Linked DNA regions of Rattus norvegicus: region 1 is linked to region 2. The links are chromatin contacts, called in public Hi-C maps. All regions are on one chromosome and are shown on one strand. Each heading gives the region's core, a stretch centred on a gene start, on an enhancer-like site or on the middle of the called end of the contact. The rest is flanking DNA. Distances are from core to core; before and after follow the strand shown.

Region 1 (5,347 bases), core at 2,294-4,793, 48 kb after region 2:
GTGCAAAGAGCATGAAGTTCAAGGGCAGTGCAGCAGGCAGGAGGCAGTCCCCGCTTTGGAGCTGTCCCGCTGGGGCACGTGCTTCTGTTCTCAGAGCCCATCCACAGGAACCTGCAAAAGCAGAGCAGAAGCCTTCCACTAAGACCGACACCTGCAGACCCTCGTGACTTCTCTGGTGACCAGTGTCTTATTTATTTATATTTTCAGTCTTGGACAGCAAAGTATCAAGCATGGCATTGGAATGTGGCTTTCCTTATTAGTGACTAGGTCACTAATCTAAGGTCAGGGTGAGTCCAGACAGATAAATTCTAGTTTGACACACGAGGAAAAAGGAGTGTTTGCTCCTTTATTTCTGTTGCCAAATTTTAGTCCTGTCCTAACTTTAGATTTAGAAAAAAATACAAAACTTGTTACAATAGGCCCTTTCAACTCCAGCACAGTGAATCCAGTAGGTGCATGTGGGCCTTCCTGGGCCTTGACAGAGCAATGCCAAATTAATTGCTTCCTTCATGTAAGAGATTTTTGAAAGCATCAACCAGAAAAGTAATTGCTTGCCATGGCTCACTGGCTTTATTTTCCTTTCCTCTTTTTCTAGGACTATGACAGTTTTTTTGAATCGAAGGAAAGCAACACAGTCTTTTCATTCTTAGGCCTAAAGCCACGGCCAGCGTCCACGGTAGGTAACCTTGTGTGTTCAAGGTAGGCGAACCCTCTGTACCTGTACCGTAGTTCAGCATCCATGGTAGTTAAGCCCTCTGTGCTCTCAGAATTCATCTCAATGGAGTAGACCTTAGGGACTGGGGTTGAATGGGTGAGAGGCGCTTATATCCACTCTGCTAAACTTTCAGTCTCTCCAGTAAATACAGGCTGCAGTGTTCCACACACAATTTTTGATTTCTTTAAATCAGTTTACTAGTTGACTTTTAATTTATGACCCTATTCTTTGAAGAGGAATTTAAGGTAGCAAAATTGGTAGCTACTTTTTATTTAAATTATAAATTTGTATTATGTTTTACCCCGTGACTATACCTTTCACATTTATGATTTGTTTGATCACAGATCGAAAATATTGAGGAAAAAAAATCACATCTTTGCTGAGCATGTACAGCTTGTGCTGTCCTCATTTCTGTTTGTTTTGTCGTTGTTTTTTTTTTTTTTAGACAGGGTTTCTCCCTGTAGCACTGGCTGTCCTAGCACTCTCTCAGACCAGGACACCCTGGAACTCAGAGATCCACCAGCTTCTGCCTCCTGATGCTGGGATTAAAGGCATTCGCCACCAAGCCTGGCTTCATTTCTTTTGAGACAGTGCCTTTCTGTGTCTGTCTTAGAACTTACTGTTGATTGGGCTAGCCTTGAACTCACAGAGATCCTTCTTGCCTGTGCCATGCACTAGGCGTTCCTGTCCTTATTAAGTAATGCAGCATAACACCTGTTTGCATAGATGTCTCGTTAAAAGCATTCAGTCACCTGGAGCTGCTTCGAACCGTGGCGGAGACAGGAGGGTGTGCACAGAAGTGCAGGTGCTGTGTACTGGAGAGAGTAGAGAATCCTGGGGTCCCAGCTCAGGTTGGATCCCCACAGATGCCAAGGGGCAGCAGCTTTGTGAAATGGCAGGAGCAGAGCCACATTTGAGAGGCATCTCTGGAATCAGACTTGAAAGACGTGTTGCAGTTCCTAATCCGATCTGAGTATTTTTAAAGCTTCTTTATCAAGTCACATCTTTTGGATAACATGAAGAACCTGAGTCTGTCTTATGCAGAGACTTAGAAATAATGGATATTTTCACAACCATATAAAGCACAAGATTTACTTTAAAAATAAAAAGGTTCTTACCAAGTAAGTTAGTAGTTTGGTTTTTTTCATTTAAAAAGACTTCTTGTGACTAGGAAAGTAAGTTAGGCTTATTCTTTTAAATTATAGAGATGTAAATATGTGTGAACTAGAATATTGAAATCACTACAAGAGCCAACCATGTTGACAGCTTTCCAGTGTGCCTCACAATCCTCACACACACAGTGACTGAGGCTTGGCTCCGGCCTCAGTCGGGGCTCAGTTCTGAAGTGCATTTGAATGCAGCTGAACCTGTAGTGCATTGTGGAGGCTTTGTCTGAGTAACAGGTCCTTTGAGGCTGCCTGGGACAGGTACTGTGGGAAGCGTCAGAGGGAGGGAGGCAGTGGCCTTGGATAATAGAGGCCCTGCAGCAGCGCCTGTGAAGCAGAGCCTCCACTGTGACAGCACGCTTTGTCTGTACGTCAGCAGGCCGCAGATGGCCCGTGGGTGGTCCTATGCACAGGTTTGTTAGCAGAGGCACCCACACAGAAAGTATTTACAGGTTCTTAAAACTATTTTTATACAAGTCAGACATTGAATATTTGTTAAGAAAATTAGTATTTGTATAAAATATATCACCCAAAGATATTAAACAATCCAGATTCATCTTCAGAGAACTGGGGGATGGAGCAGTGTGTGTGGTGGGGAAATGCTGAGGCAAGGATTACCTTACAGAGGCAAGATCCCAGTAGACTGGGTCAGAACCTCGTAGAAAATTCTGTGTGCACACCATCTTTGTTCTTATTTTCTCCCAAGGTACAGATTCTTCAGAGATTCATCAGGCTGGTGTTTTTAGACTTTAGACCAGTGGTTCTCAATATGTGGGTCATCACCCCTGTGGGAGGGTCAAATGAGCCTTTCACAGGGGTTGCATATCAGCTATGAGGTAGCAGTGAAAATAATTTTAGAGTTGGAGGTCACCACAGCATGAGGAACTACAGTATAGGGGCAAAATATTCGGAAGGGTGAGAGCCACTGCAGTAGACAATGAGTTTGTCCACTACAGTTCTTGTTTAGCACACATGAAATCCTGTTTCAATCCCGAGAACTGACTAGGATGAGCATGGTATGATATCCCTGTAACTCTAACACAGTAGAGATGGAGAACGGGAATCAGAAATGTGAGGTCTTCCCTGGTTCTATAGCAAGGTCATGGCCAGACTGGACTGCTTGAAACCCTGACTCAAAACAACAGTAACAAAAGCCCACAATGTATTCTCCTTAGCATTTGTAAAGAAGTTACAATCTATGCAGGGTTCATGATCTTTGTGATATCTGGTCTTAGTCCATTTGAAGTTGGTCCCTCAATAGGTTGGAAGCCTGGGAACGAAGTTCCTGGGCAGGAATTGTTGGGAGAGAGCACAGAACTGGCTGGCTTGGTATCTGAACCGTAGAGTGCAGCAGCCCACATACTTCGTCTTCCTCGGACATAAGTGGAAGTGTAACAGCTCACAGGTGCCTCCCCCTTCTAGTTGCTTAGTTTTACATTAGTTATAATTCATTATAAAGTGTGCAGTTTAAGGCTTGGACAACGTGGTCACAGATGTGATTCAGCAAAAGTGACCCTTGTCCTCTGTCTGCCACCTGCACCATGCGTACGTAAGAGGAAGCCAGCCAGCAAACACAGAAGCTCACTGTTAACGTCTGTAATTGCCCCCACACAGTGGTAGGAGATAGCGTTGATGATTCACAGGCAGGAACGAGTTGCCTCTGACTGGGCTGTGCTCCAAAGTAGACAATGGGAGAAGGACAGAGATCACTCAATGGTGGCCTAACAGCCACACTGGCCCAGGACATATTGTTTGTCTTGCATAGGACTTGTTAATGTAAAAGGTAAATGTATTGCCTTGTAGAATTAAAGTTTCTACTTCCATCGAAGCTGAGAAAGGTGGATATAACAGGATGGGAGTGTGGAGTGACAGGAGTTGACAGTGGCAGGCCTCCATGGTATCCCCTGATGAGGAAGGGGGCCCATTCACCAGCAATTGTCAAGAAAAGCCATGAAGTGCGGTTATTCTTTTTTTTTTTTTTTTTTTAACTTGAGTATTTCTTATATACATTTCGAGTGTTATTCCCTTTCCCGGTTTCCGGGCAAACATCCCCCTAATCCCTCCCCCTCCCCTTCCTTATGGGTGTTCCCCTACCCATCCTCCCCCCATTGCCGCCCTCCCCCCAACAATCACGTTCACTGGGGGTTCAGTCTTAGCAGGACCCAGGGCTTCCCCTTCCACTGGTGCTCTTACTAGGATATTCATTGCTACCTATGGGGTCAGAGTCCAGGGTCAGTCCATGTATAGTCTTTAGGTAGTGGCTTAGTCCCTGGAAGCTCTGGTTGCTTGGCATTGTTGTTCATAAGGGGTCTCGAGCCCCTTCAAGCTCTTCCAGTTCTTTCTCTGATTCCTTCAACGGGGGTCCTATTCTCAGTTCAGTGGTTTGCTGAAGTGCGGTTATTCTAATAATCTCCAAGGAGATCCTCTTAGGGGAATATTTGCTGCTAGGAGGTGATTACCAAATCCATAACAGCTGATTGCACTGCACTATTGCAGCAAATGCACTGGCTTCTTGGTGACATTTGTTCATTTGCATCATGTGACAGACAGAATAGCACTTGGACAATAGGGATGGTGATGCTTTCTGAATGTTGTGACCATTTTGATGATGTCACTCATCTGGGATCACCCTTAACCAGTGCCTCTTCATGCTCCTGGGTTACAGCTACCTACTGTGAGCTAGCGGCACAGCCGTGTTCAAAGAAAGACTCAGTGGCTACTGAAAAGTGGAGCTTTTCTTTGCGTGTTTGCAGTTTGGGTGTGTGACTGAAATGGAGGCTCTGGCTTAAAAGCCAGGACTCACTTCTATCAGTAGCGTGGGGTGAGTCATCATAGCCCTCCTCATACCTGTTCCTGACATTAAAACAACACTGCCAAAGGCCATGTTCTTGTCAATGCAGCATAATAACCGTGCCTTTCCCCCTTCTGTTCTGTAGGCTGAACCTTAGAGGTAGAGTGGAAGGTGATGGACTTGCATTTTGGAGCATCCCCTGGTACTCAGCACTCACCTGCTTACCTGATGCATCACTGTGACAAAGCCACACACACAATCTGTAACTTCGCTTGACCCGGAGAAGGTGTTTTTGGAGGATGTGGGAATAATGGGGACTGCGTGATTGCTCTGAGCCAATCAGGACTGTGGTGGTGGTTCTCTTATTTTTCTGATTTGTCTGCAGTTGCTCCACTCACCTGAAAGTACTCTCCTCTGTGACAGGTCGGCTTCCTTAATGACTGACAGATAATTGGGTAGCACCATCAGGGAAAAAACACTGGACCTACCCTAGGGTTTATTAGAAACCGGTCTTGCAGAAACCCATTCCTCTCTAAGCTGCCTGCCTGCCATCCTTGAAACCATTTTGCCAGGATGGTAACATCATTGAATCCAAAAGAAGAAAGCAGTGCTGGCTGACAAAGGACTCTGAGGGTTCTTGTGGTAGCGTCACAAATGTCACTACTCTGCTACTTA
Region 2 (5,816 bases), core at 2,890-5,389:
AGACTAAGAGGCTCAAGTGTGATGCGAAGTGACCAGACCGAATTGACACCAAACAAGTGTAAGTTTATTGCAGCCCTAGGGCAATGTTCACCCATTCTAGGTCATGGAGACTCTGGGGCCAGAGAAATCTCTAGAAGGACCAAAGATGGATGGCTCTTACGGTCCCAGGCAAGTGGAAGAGTGATGTGTCAAGCAAGAGCTGCCTTTTTTCCCATATATGGACCTTGGTTGAGTGTCTGATGGTTGCTTAGGAGGGGCTTGTGCCACCGGAACTCGGTTTTGGCACCATCCATCCGGTTAAGCGGTGTTACAATGTGGGCGGGGCTGTAGGGAGCGGCTAGGTTTTCCAGCTTCTAGCGCAACCCAGATGAATAGTGTAGTATCTGTTGCTTTTAGTTATTGGCTAGCCCTTAGCTATTATCACGTTTCTGAAACCTAAACCTTTTGGATCCTGTGCTACTGTCTTCTCACTTCTATACTGTTCTGATTGTCCCCCATCCCATCCTTTTCCAATGCCATGTTCTTTCTCCAATTCTCCTGTCTCCTCGTATACTTTCTTCCTTTGCTAAATCTTGGCTTCTACACATTTGGATACAGCCAGACACCAGGACTGCTCAACCTAGGTTTCCTGGAGCCTCTTCCCATCCCAGCCTAAAGGCCTTATAGGTGCAAGTTAGAAGGTTCATGAACATGACTGAAAGAAAAGACCACGTCCTTGCTTTGTCCTTGAATACTAACTAAAGGACACCTGTGCCTTGTCTTAAGCATTTGAGCACTCTGCAGTAGCAACACTTGTGGTTTTGTTACCAAGTCACCATATTTTTATGTTTTCAGATTATCATAAATGTCTTAAAATTTTTTCCCCATTATTACTTCAAACCCATGTGGCTACCTGATTGGTCAGCAGAACTTCTTCCTGAATGCAGGTACGAGGAAGCATACACCTATACCAATGTGTGCTTAAGATTCTGATAACCTTTTGCGATAGTAGCCCTTCCTCTGTACTCTGAGTTTGGTTTTTTAAAACAACCTTAAGTACATTTCTTTTGGAGAAAGGATCCAGGGTCCCCTGGTTTTCTCCTTGAAATGCTAAAGATGTTGGCAGATGGTCTAGTGTGAGTCCTGGAGGAGATCAAGCCTAATGTGACGAGGTTGCAGTTCTGAATCTCTTGGCCTCCTGAATCTGGTCATCAAGCTTGACCTGCCAGCTTGATCTATCCAGAGATCAGGATCTCAGGAGCTCCAAGGTACCCCTCCAGTTTGTTCTCTATCTCGGTCTCTGCTTTCCTCACTTGGTTCCTGGATTGAGCATATATTTTGTCTTGCATATAATCTCTAGAAATCAATTTTTTTTAAAATCAGAGGTAGAAAAAAAAGCCCCAGAGTTATTATCTCAATAATCTTTAATTTGTCCTTGGACTATTACAGATTAAGTATGAAATTGTTTGGGTTCTTTGTGCAAAACAAAAGCCACTTGTGATGGCTTAATCGAGTCAGAGAATTTATGATATAGACAGAGGTGTGTCACCCCACTCCAGTCTGTGTTAGCAGAACAGGCTAAACCAGAAATGGGTTGGCAAATTTTCTCTGTAAAGGGCAAGGAGATAGAGCATCAGACCAGGAGGACTGTGGCGTCTTTCATATTCTGCCCTAAGCAATATGGAATGTGTGCCAATAAAACTTTATTTGTAAATATGGGCAGAGGGCCAACATGACAGGTTGTAGGGTGAGAACCCCTTAACTCACAGCGTTGCCAGGGTTGTTGGTGCAGCTGTCAGTCCCCATCTGCCTTACTGTCCTCCTCTTACTGGCTTGCTCCTTTAGCTTTCTGGGTCTTATAAAGCAGACAACAAGACCTGGCTTCGATTTTGTGAACATCTCCCAACGGCTCATGCACTGAAGCCTTGGTTTCCAGTCTGTGGGGGCTCTACTGGGATGCAGTGGGACTTTTAGGAAGTGAGGCCTAATAGAAAAAAGGCTAAGTCACTACAGACATGACCTTGGAGGCACACCATTGAGATCCACTCCTTTTCTCTTTCTTTGCTCTCTGGTGCCATGAAGTATGTGGTCTCACCTCCTCCAGCCTTGGTCTCCCAAGTGGTGGGATCACAGACCTGTGCTACCTCACCTGGCTGACCTTCCCCTCTTTAAGTTGTCCCAGGTGATCTGTCACAGCAACAGGAAGATGACTGACACAGTTCCCCAAAGCTGTGAGTTCTGTCACAGCTTCATGCTGCCTGACTTCCCCAGCCCCAGTTCCAATTTGCTGACTGAGGAAATGACTTAGTCAATTCCTTTTATCCATTCTGCTCAGAGTGCTTCCGAGTTCGGCTGTTAGGCTGTTAATCTCCATTGCTATATTAATTCTATATTGCCGGAAAATGGTTCCTTTTGTAAAGACCCACATTTATACAGGAAATAATGTATCTACTTCTGTGAAAATTACTTCACATTTCATATGCCTTCGTTTCCATGTTTGCGATAGCAAAGGTTAAAGAAATTTACAGTGTTATAGCTACAGCAGAACTAATATTTAGGTTTTTAACATTAAAAAGAAATAAAGACCTGCCAGGATTATATACTCTCATTTTACTAAATTTAAAGAGGCCTATGACAAAAGTGGATTAAGATAAGCAATGAAGGGGCCAGTGAGATGGCTCAATGGGTAAAGACACTTGCTGCTAATCCTGGCCCACAGGGTGGAAGGAGAAACTCCTACAAGTTGTCCCACAACGTCTACAAGTATGCTGTGCTGAATGGATCTACACAAACAAAATACACACACACACACACACACACACACACACACACACACACACACAACTGTTTAAAACAGAAGCAACAGGAAAGTTTGGAAACTTGAAATATTAGTAAGCCTAAAAAACAAAATCCTTTAAGAAACCATTTGTCCCAGAAACTTGCCAACGTGGGCGACTTCCTTCTCTCTAGAATTAATTAACAGCGTTCCCAGAACGCTGCTAAAGTCCCCTGCTGAAATGAAGAAAGTAAGTACAGTAATGTGAGGAAAACTGGTTCACTTCTACAAAACTATGAGCGGCTTGAGCCTTAGCCAAGCCAATACAACCTGCTAAAGCACTATTCGTAACCTCTTAGCCACTTTGTGAAAGCTTTCTCTTTAATGGTATTCTCCTGGGATACAGCGCTGGAATGCACAGAGGCTTCGAAAAAGGCAGAGATTTGGCTCAACTGTAAATATCAGTAGGGACACAAAGGCAAAGGCATTGTGAGGGGTAGGGGGTGGGGTGGGTGGGTTCTGATTCCCAGTGTTGATAGGAGGATTTTCATTTCTATCGGTACTTTTTTTCTACTACAATTACAGTTTTGCAACGAAAAATAAAATATCGGTTTTGTTCTCATTTGGGTTTGCAATTTTCAGTGTCTTTAGAATAAAGGTGAAAACCGGTTTCATTTACCTAAGAGATTCCCTTTGCAAACTAGGCATGGTGATACCTACTAGGGAGGCTGAAGGAAGAAAGTGAGTTCCAGGCCAGCCTGGGCTACACAAGAAAACCACTTCCAGGAAAAACAACAACAACAACCACCACCCTTTTCCCACGGTTGTTCAGGGTTGCAGGAAAAAACAAAGCTCAAACCACTGTCATGCCTGTCTAAGCCCCTGAGCTGCTAAGGTCTCTGGGGCGTGCCTGTGCACGTATCTAAAACAGTGGGTCTCCGCAGCTCTGTGACTATTTCTTTTTTTTTTTTTTTTTTTTTTTTTTTTTTTTTTTTTGGTTCTTTTTTTCGGAGCTGGGGACCGAACCCAGGGCCTTGCGCTTCCTAGGTAAGCGCTGTACCACTGAGCTAAATCCCCAGCCCCGACTATTTCTTATGGAGCATGCTCCACCCGTCTCCACCGCAAACAAAACCCAAGCTTTGGTTGGACTATGCACCACCCAGCCTTTGTCTAGTTTGCTGCTTCCTCGTAAGCTGGCTTCCCGCCACATAGCTTCTCCGCCTCCGGGTCCTTCCTAAACCACCTGCGTGTACGATTAATTTACCAAAAGCAAGCGTGGGGTGGAAGGGGCGCAGTGCCTGGTCACTCTAGGCGCCACGGAAACTACAACTCCCGTCAGTCTCCGCGGCCGCCTGGCCCCACCCGCCTCCCGCTCAGCCCGCGGCGGAGGCGCTGGGCTTTCATCCGCGGAGCGGCGGGAGCCAGACGTGTCTCTGCGGTCTTTCCCGACGGTCGCTCGGGAGTCGGCAGCAGCCTCAGTCGCGTTCAGCTTCTGTGTCCGTGTCAACAACGATCCCTGACGCAGCGAGAGGATGGTGGTCCGCGTGTTCGTCGCCTCATGCTCAGGCTTCGTGGCGGTGAGCCGGGCGGGCGGGATCGCGGGAGACGCGCGGCGCGTGCGCCCGTAGAAGACGCGCGGGCAGGTGACCGCCGGGCTCGGACCCGGTTGACGCGCTGGGGTCACACTGCCCGCGCTGGCCGCTGGCGAGGGGAACCATGGGAGCTAGTCCCCTGCCGCAGGTGTTGGCTCCAGCGGCCCTTTGCTGAGTTTAGAGGTTCCAGACTTGGAACACCCCGTCGGCTTCTGTTTTTTATGGGAGTTTAGACTACTTTGATTTGCTGACCTGACGTCTGGAGGAAACACTTTTTTTTATTTTAATTGCTCCTCATCTTCTCGATCCCAGCAACTCTTTTTTAGTTTTACACCTGAGCAAAGAGTAAACCACCTGAGTAAACCACACTTGTCCTGTTAAAGCAGTTATTTGATTTCTTTGTCGCTTTTTAGCCTAGGGTGTTACAGATACTTTTTTACATTTGCCCTTTCCCTTGTTCTTCAGCTATGGTAAATTTCCTTTTAAGAATAAATAGTGTTTTCTATCTTTAGCTACTCTGTTTGTCGAGCGTTGACTTCTTTGGGGAATATTGTTCTTTAAAAGAAGTTAAATCACTAGAGATGTCACACTTTAAGAATTAATGGACATGTGTGATGGAAAGTCCACTGAGACACACGTAATGCATGTGTAGGGGGTCAGTCATGTTTTACTTAATTATTAAGACTTGATTGCCTTAGTTAAGAGTTAAACTGTATCTCTAAAAGTCTCCTTTGTCAGATACTTAATCAGATGTGGAAGAAAGTACAAGAATGATTGTTGTAAAGTTTAGTCTGGCTAGTTGCCTGCCCAGTAGGCAGATTGTGTTAGAATTTAAGTGGGTGGGGTAGAGGGCAGAATAAAATACTACTTAGAAAATCCCCGTAAACCACTGAAACTCTTAGCCCAATCTTTTTACTAGAAGGACCAAGTTTTTACTGGACACGGTAGCTGGGGAAACCCTGCCTTACCTGTCTGTGCGGGCAGGTTTCGGCTCTCAAACTCCTCGATTTTTTGCTATTGCTTAGTCATAGGTGCCTCTTAAACATTTTTTCCCTGTTAAAGCCGAGCCCAGTGGAATGTACTGTCTCCCACATAGATTTATTTAAATGGATCACCATAGAGCTTTTGGTCCCACCAAGAACCTACCTGCTTCGGTAATTATTTCAAAAGCAGTTTATTGATTTCAGAGGTGACTCTTTCGTTGTGTTGGGAAAGTCAGAGGTGAATTACCTGTCTTCCCCATCATGTATCCAGACCTGCATCCTGTGACTTGGATTCATCAATTCCATTAACACACGAGTATTTGGTGTCTGCCTACTGTGGGACTTGAGTCTGGGTTTAATGTTTTGTACATGGAACTTAATTGAAGAAGTAAGTTCTAGTGTGCTGCCCAGTGTGGGGACCAGCGCCGCCCAAGCTCTGCCCTTCTCTCTCTCCTGGGCCATGAAGGCTTTTGAGGCCTGCAGAAT

What was found. A called contact is a pair of places that touch in the nucleus more often than the background predicts.
Region 1: a contact with region 2 is called in a Hi-C map of liver, with 1.8 times the contacts expected there. The contact joins the enhancer-like site here to the promoter of Sh3bgrl2 in region 2. A contact is called at or near these places in 3 of 12 Hi-C or Micro-C datasets (the Rat2 cell line, liver and mammary epithelial cells).

The regions. Positions count from the first base shown.
Region 1 is chr8:93,385,893-93,391,239 of GRCr8, forward strand. Sh3bgrl2 (SH3 domain binding glutamate-rich protein like 2) reads left to right here. Exons shown (of 4, transcript NM_001389250.1): 3 at 596-676; 4 at 4,818-5,347. The coding sequence ends at 4,829. Among named protein-coding and RNA genes, the nearest start is that of Sh3bgrl2, 47 kb to the left of the region's middle. Within about 2 kb of position 3,544, at least 27 of the 93 cell types and tissues checked have an H3K27ac peak or open chromatin away from gene starts, as enhancers often do. A contact at or near this core is called in liver, where this site is marked.
Region 2 is chr8:93,337,010-93,342,825 of GRCr8, forward strand. Sh3bgrl2 (SH3 domain binding glutamate-rich protein like 2) reads left to right here and starts at 4,140. Exons shown (of 4, transcript NM_001389250.1): 1 at 4,140-4,332. The coding sequence starts at 4,288.